Regions from separate parts of the Drosophila melanogaster genome. Here region 2 is linked to region 1. The links are chromatin contacts, called in public Hi-C maps. All regions are on one chromosome and are shown on one strand. Each heading gives the region's core, a stretch centred on a gene start, on an enhancer-like site or on the middle of the called end of the contact. The rest is flanking DNA. Distances are from core to core; before and after follow the strand shown.

What was found. Hi-C and Micro-C count contacts between places; a contact is called where the count stands out from the background.
Region 2: a contact with region 1 is called in a Hi-C map of the Kc167 cell line, with 1.9 times the contacts expected there. The contact joins the promoter of Atet here to the promoter of Reph in region 1. A contact is called at or near these places in 5 of 107 Hi-C or Micro-C datasets (the Kc167 cell line, the S2 cell line, embryo and 2 more).

What each region holds. Positions count from the first base shown.
Region 1 is chr2L:3,802,127-3,805,110 of dm6, reverse strand. Reph (Regulator of eph expression) reads right to left here and starts at 1,566. Exons shown (of 4, transcript NM_143795.4): 1 at 1,381-1,566. bark (bark beetle) reads right to left here. Exons shown (of 12, transcript NM_134964.4): 12 at 2,385-2,984. The coding sequence ends at 2,866.
Region 2 is chr2L:4,332,579-4,335,726 of dm6, reverse strand. Atet (ABC transporter expressed in trachea) reads right to left here and starts at 1,814. Exons shown (of 7, transcript NM_001103609.3): 1 at 1,288-1,814.

The DNA of each region.
Region 1 (2,984 bases), core at 317-2,816:
TTTCTTTTGTGTGCACCTTGTTTTCCCATTCATTGAATTCCTCGCCCGTTCCCACCCAACAATTGCTCAAATAGCGCTTGCAATAGCGCTGGCAACCCTGGCCGCACTCACAAAGTGCACTTACTACACTTTGGATGTGGATGCGATGATGCCCGTGTGGGCGCTCATGGAAAATGGAGGGGGCAGGGGGGCTGACGTATCGCTGCGTGCTTTTGTACATGCGCGCTCAACTCGTGCCTCCAACATCGGTGGACAGATGCCGAACGAAAGTATAAGTTTAAGTAGCATTAAGTCATTATGACTTTTTTTTTTGCACACCTTTGTTAGGTTTGGTTTATACATAATGCAGACAGAAGATCAAGATCAGCTGACAACGGAACGTTTAAAAATGTAATCGGATTTTTCAGATAACATTCCATACAATTTAACATACAATTTTGTCGCGCACCTTGGTACTTATAGACGAAAGAAGAAGCAGCTGGAGCGGGCAAGTTCCTATTCCAATGACTATATGCCTATATATTCATGTCTATGAGTAGTAACGTGTGGCAGCAAAAAGAAGAGGCAAGTAAATGAAGAGAAGTAAACGAAGGGGAGGTGAAGAAATACGGCAAAAAAGTTGCAACGATGATATGGGAAATTGTTTGGAGCTCGCTTTTCGACACCGAATGTGGAAAACATGGGGAAAACATGACATGGAAAACTACGCACGAACTGGTTTTTCGGCTGCTCGAGGCAGTTTTCTCAATTTATTGTTTCTTACAAACGTCATGTAACTTTATTCCACATTTGTTTAATTTGTTTCAACTAATATATGATAAGTGTGGAAAGCCGAAAGCACAATAAATTATTAAATTATACCTGTTCAAAAAGGATACAAAATAAATACAAACATTTAGATTTTACGGTTAGATTTCTTACATTCGTTTCATGAGGAAAATGTGATTTTCGCCTTGTGCACACACATGTTTAATAAGCTATTATTCCTTCTAAGTTTTGCCACTATATTTGCAAACTCCCTCGTGAGCTTTTCAATTTGCTTTCAATTTTACGCGGAAAATTTTACTACGAGTCTACGTGCCCACACACACTTGCACACATCAGCTGTCTCGCTCCTCCGCAAGAACAAGTACTTTTGTTCCATTCATACCACACACACACAGCAAGAGTGTATTTTTCTCTCTTTCTCTGTCTCTGTTTCGTTTACTGGAGAGAGCGTCTGACGTAGGTGGGTGGTGGGTGGAGGGGAGGTAGTCGTGGTGCAGCCTTCAGCTTGAGTTCTAAATTTAGCACTTGCAACTTCAGCAGGACCCTCTTTCTCTCACCTCACACACACGCACGTACACATATTGCCACAGTCACCGTTAGTCGAAAACTTACTTGATTCGCTCGCTCTCTCTCGCGTATCTCCGTCTCCCTCTATAGATGTTGGTTTTCCTTTTGTTTGATCACAAAATTGTGTATTTTATTAGGAAATTAAATTTATTAGATTTTTTCGGTTGTGGAATTGCAGGAAAACCAGCGGAAAAACGGACCAACGGCGGCGAGTGAAAAACGATGAATGGCGCTTACTACAGAAATTAAACAGCACGCGACGCGTTCTTTGGAGAGTTGACCAACTAAACAAGCGCTCAAAAAGAAACGAAGAGCGAGCACGCGTGCTCTGTGCCAGCAGTGTTGCCAACTTGGGCTTTTTCTAGCATTAATACGAAATGCATAATTTCTATTGTCAACCGTATTCATTACCATTGCTTTTTAGGAAATTGATGTGTGTGTGAACAGCTCATATTATTAGATATCAAGATTTTGACATCTAGATACTATGTTAGATATATAAGAATACGAATACTATTTAGGTTTTTCAATTTCTATAGAACTTGTCGCTCAGAGCTGGCAACACTCTCCAGCAACAACAGTTTTCTTTTTTTTGCGCGTGCCTTGCATAAAGAGCTTACCCAATGAACATTTTTTAAGAAAAAACTATTAAGTTCTCAATGCCCAATTTAAATTGAGACACATCACTTTGAATCTAATATGATCGAAATTTCATACCTTTTAATTATATCGCTGTTGATTGGTACTTAACAAGAGCAATGCAATTAAGAGATTGCAATAAGTAAGGTGTAAATAAATTATAAATTATTTTAATCAGAGATGGCAGATAACTGTTATCATGTAAAATTATTTCTACAGTTCTGAGTTTTACATTTATCGCAGACTCGAACCGTTAATATTTGTTCCATGGAAAATCAATTGTTGGGCGCACATTAAATTTGAATTTAACTGTTGAAACTGACCTAAATAATTACTTATTACTATATACTAAGATAGGGGAAACCCATGTATTAGGTGCTTTTTTTTTTATATAAAAACGACCCGATTTTAATGATTTCTTTTTTAATTTTGTTTTATTTTTCTGTGTATGTACAACAACTTAGAACTAATTCGTTTCGGCAATAGTTAATGGTAGACTTAAAGTTAATGGATGGAATGATTTAAGTTTACCACAAAAAAAAACAACGGGCGGGCGTGTTCGTCTCTCTTGGTCTCTCTCAATCGTAATCTCGATTTTAAAAAGTATACTATAATTTTTAAGGGCAAACTAAAAGCTACGAAGCTGTGGTGGTTGTTATCCTAAACGAAACTGACAAAATAATAATTGTAATTGTAGGTAAGCTAAAGAAAAGAAAAATCAAAGTATTCTGTTTCATCCAAAACGCTAAGCTTACAAACGAATACTAAATACAAGTAGCAGCTCTTACTCTATAAATAAAATACAAATTTGTCCTAGTATTTAGTCAGTTCCGTAAAGGGTTAATGTGTAAAGTGAGTGTTAAATTAGAGTATGGATTTGATGACGGCACTTCACATGGCCGTTTCCAGGGGCTGACTGTGACTTCGTCCGTTTGTTTGCAGTGGCTGCAGACCAACCGATCCTCCATCCCCATCGAAATCTGTTTCGAGTAGAGCCTCCGATTTGGAGC
Region 2 (3,148 bases), core at 565-3,064, 530 kb before region 1:
GGCTCAGAACCAATACAACTCAGTTCTATTCAGGATAAATTTATATGCCTTAGTATCTATATAGTTTGTTCTGTGAAATTTCTGCTTAACCAATACTCAGGAAACTTTGTTTATGTTATCAACAAACATTTCTGCAGAATATTTTACTACCTATTCGCATATCACGTGGTTTTGCGAAGCGCAAACCCCAAAAATTTCATCTCATCACATAACAATTTCCCTCTTTTTGTTTGCAAGTAAATTTTCCAATCTTTTTTTTTGTAATAGGAAACAGTTTCCACACTTTTATAAATTGAGCGTGTAAACAAATTAAGAGGATGTTTGTTATTTAAAAATTGAATTACTCGCCCGGATGCGTAAGTTCATTTTCAAAGCATGATAAATATGTTCATTCTGTGACAATGTTTAGTTCGTTTGTGGAATGAGAGTTTCGCTCAGTGTACACGGGTTTTTATTACAGATTTGTTTGCAGTTCGACTAGCGATTAGATGGGCAGACCGATAGGCTTCCTGCTACTGGGCGCGGGCTTCCTTTTCGCTAATCGCCGAAGATGTAAGGCGCGTAATCGCACACACTGCGAACTATAGTTATATGGCCCATCCGTGCGATTCAAGTTGACGCGACTGGCCAGCTGTTTGTCGCCCACCGACTCGTTATCTGGGAACTTGGAACACCGGCACTCGAAACTAGCCACGCACAGCTGCGGATTTGGTAATCTGGTAATCAGGTCGCCGGACGATGGGGAGTTTTAAATTTGGGCTTCTCGGAACTGAGCACTTCTCTCACAGATTTCGTGGGTGGATGACCCGAGATGAGGTCCTACCCTAACCGTAATCGAAGTAGGTCAGTCTGTACACCCCCTCGCGAGCCACTGACCCACGAAAATCTGGCTGGCCCGATCTGGTTTTCATTGGTCTTTCGTATTGTTATTTTTTTTTTCGGGTGGCGTGAGCGGCTGAAGACTACAACCTGCTCAGATGTGTCATCTGCTATTAACAAATCGCGCGGCGGGGCATAAACATTTGAAAACAACAGCCACCGCCGGAGCATTTTGCAAATAATTGCTCCTGAAAAGAGAGCGCAGGCGCTCTATCGAGATACAAACGGCAGGAAAACATTAAAGATACATATGGGTCTACCCAAAGGGGGAGGCATATTACATATAACTCCGGCTGCGAAGTTTATTATGGTGGTGGTGGTGGGTAGCTGGTAGCTAAATAAATCTGCGACTGCGACTGCAGACTGCAGGAAGCCCGAAAAAGACGCAATTACTTCACTCGTGCTCACCTTTGGATTTCTATTAAGATGGGGCCTATTTCCGAGAAGAGCAAAACACAAATGGCATAAAACGTGTTTTTGGTTTATTAGCATTATATATTTTTTTTTTTCGGCCGCTGCCAGAAGAGACCGTATTCACTGTACCGCTCCCGCGCACATTAGATACTTTCAGAAGATACTGAGACAGCGAGATACTCGTGCTCGTGCCTTTGGCTTCTTTGTTGTATTCTGTGTTATGGTCGCGGCAGCCAGCAAACAAACAAACAAACAACGCCAGCTATTTAAATGCGCCACAATTCGACGATTCGACGGGAGTGAGAGGAACAGAATCGAAATACCATTACCAGATGGTAAGCGAGGCACTCCAGGAATACGCAAAAGTGTATCTTTTGCCTAGGCGAAACGTGTTTTTATTCACCGCGATGCGATCCGTTGCGATTGGACTCGATTCCTGGCCGAAAACGAAAATCCCGCTCGACCGCAGAAGGCAACAACATTCAGGCAGCGCGAACGACGAAGAACTGAATGCGAACTGAAATTGAAACTGCGGCGGCTGCTAAGCTACCAGCCACCAGCTGCCAGCTGAGAGCGCTTTCGCTCACGAGTATCCGTTCTGGCATTCTGGCACTTTGGTACCCGTATCTGTATCTGTAAATGTATCTGTATCTGTGTGAGCCAGCGCAGCCATCCGGATAGCAATAGTGCTGCCTGGCTGCTTGTACCTGACTCTCGGATACAAATTATAAATAATAGTTAACGCATCTTTCAGATACTTGGCATGTGGAGATATAAAGTTCGGTACATATGTAAATATATATACTGAGATACAAAATTGGCACAACAATTATTGTGTAGTTATTGTACTTCTTTTCAAATCTATCTCTTCTTGAAGTTACAAATGTTAGATACTGATGTAGCTGATGCTCCCAGTTATCTGATGTATATAGTATCTACTTAGTATTACTAGGTACAACGCACGTGTACCCTTCCCATCACTCGACTGCGGATACTACGGCTGTTTCGTCAATGGGGAAGTCACAGCTCTCTCGCTTTGTCCAACGTTCAATTCAAATGCTGGCATACACTTAAATTAATCCGCGTGTGTGTGTGAGCGGTAGTGCGCATGGCGCACAAGTGTGCGTTGGCGTTCCGCTGCTCCGAAAACAGCTGACTGTAAACACACACAAAGGGGGACGGCCCAGTGGGAAATCCAGTGCGATTCGAGTTCAGCTGCACTTGGATTTGATGGAGCGAAACTCCCCGAGGAGAAAGAGAGCGGAGTACACGGCGAAAAAAGCCGTTGTTTCGTAATTAAATTAGGCAATTCCATCTTTTTTTTTAATGGGATTTTAATCTAGAATTAACACATGGCACGTTTCAAGACCATTTTCAGTCGAAAGTGTAGATCGGAAAAGCCTTGATAAGCAGATGAACTTTTCATCGTGAGCCGCTTGATTTCTCACTCTTTAGTAGCTGGATATCCCTGAAGAGTTTCAGTGTTTTCGCTAACATTGTTAGTCTGAGTGATAGCGAACTTTGAACCTCACGATCGCAGAACAAAGCACTGAATCCAAACAAAAACAATTGCGATTTCTTGGAAGAATCGCGTGGTGGGGGCAATTGGAGAGGGGAGCTGATATCAGCATGAGTAATCCTCCCTCCCCCCACTTTCCACATTTTGTCCCTCCCCCATTTGGATTGCATATCATATCTCAAACAAAGCCAAAACGTGATTCTACAATATATTTCCAGCACTTAGTCTCGGGGAAAATGCGCAGTCGGGGGACCTTTAATCGCATCGACCTTAATAATAGTTTATTTTCATATCAGCCGCCAATTGTTTTTAGCTGCTACATATTTAAATTGAGTG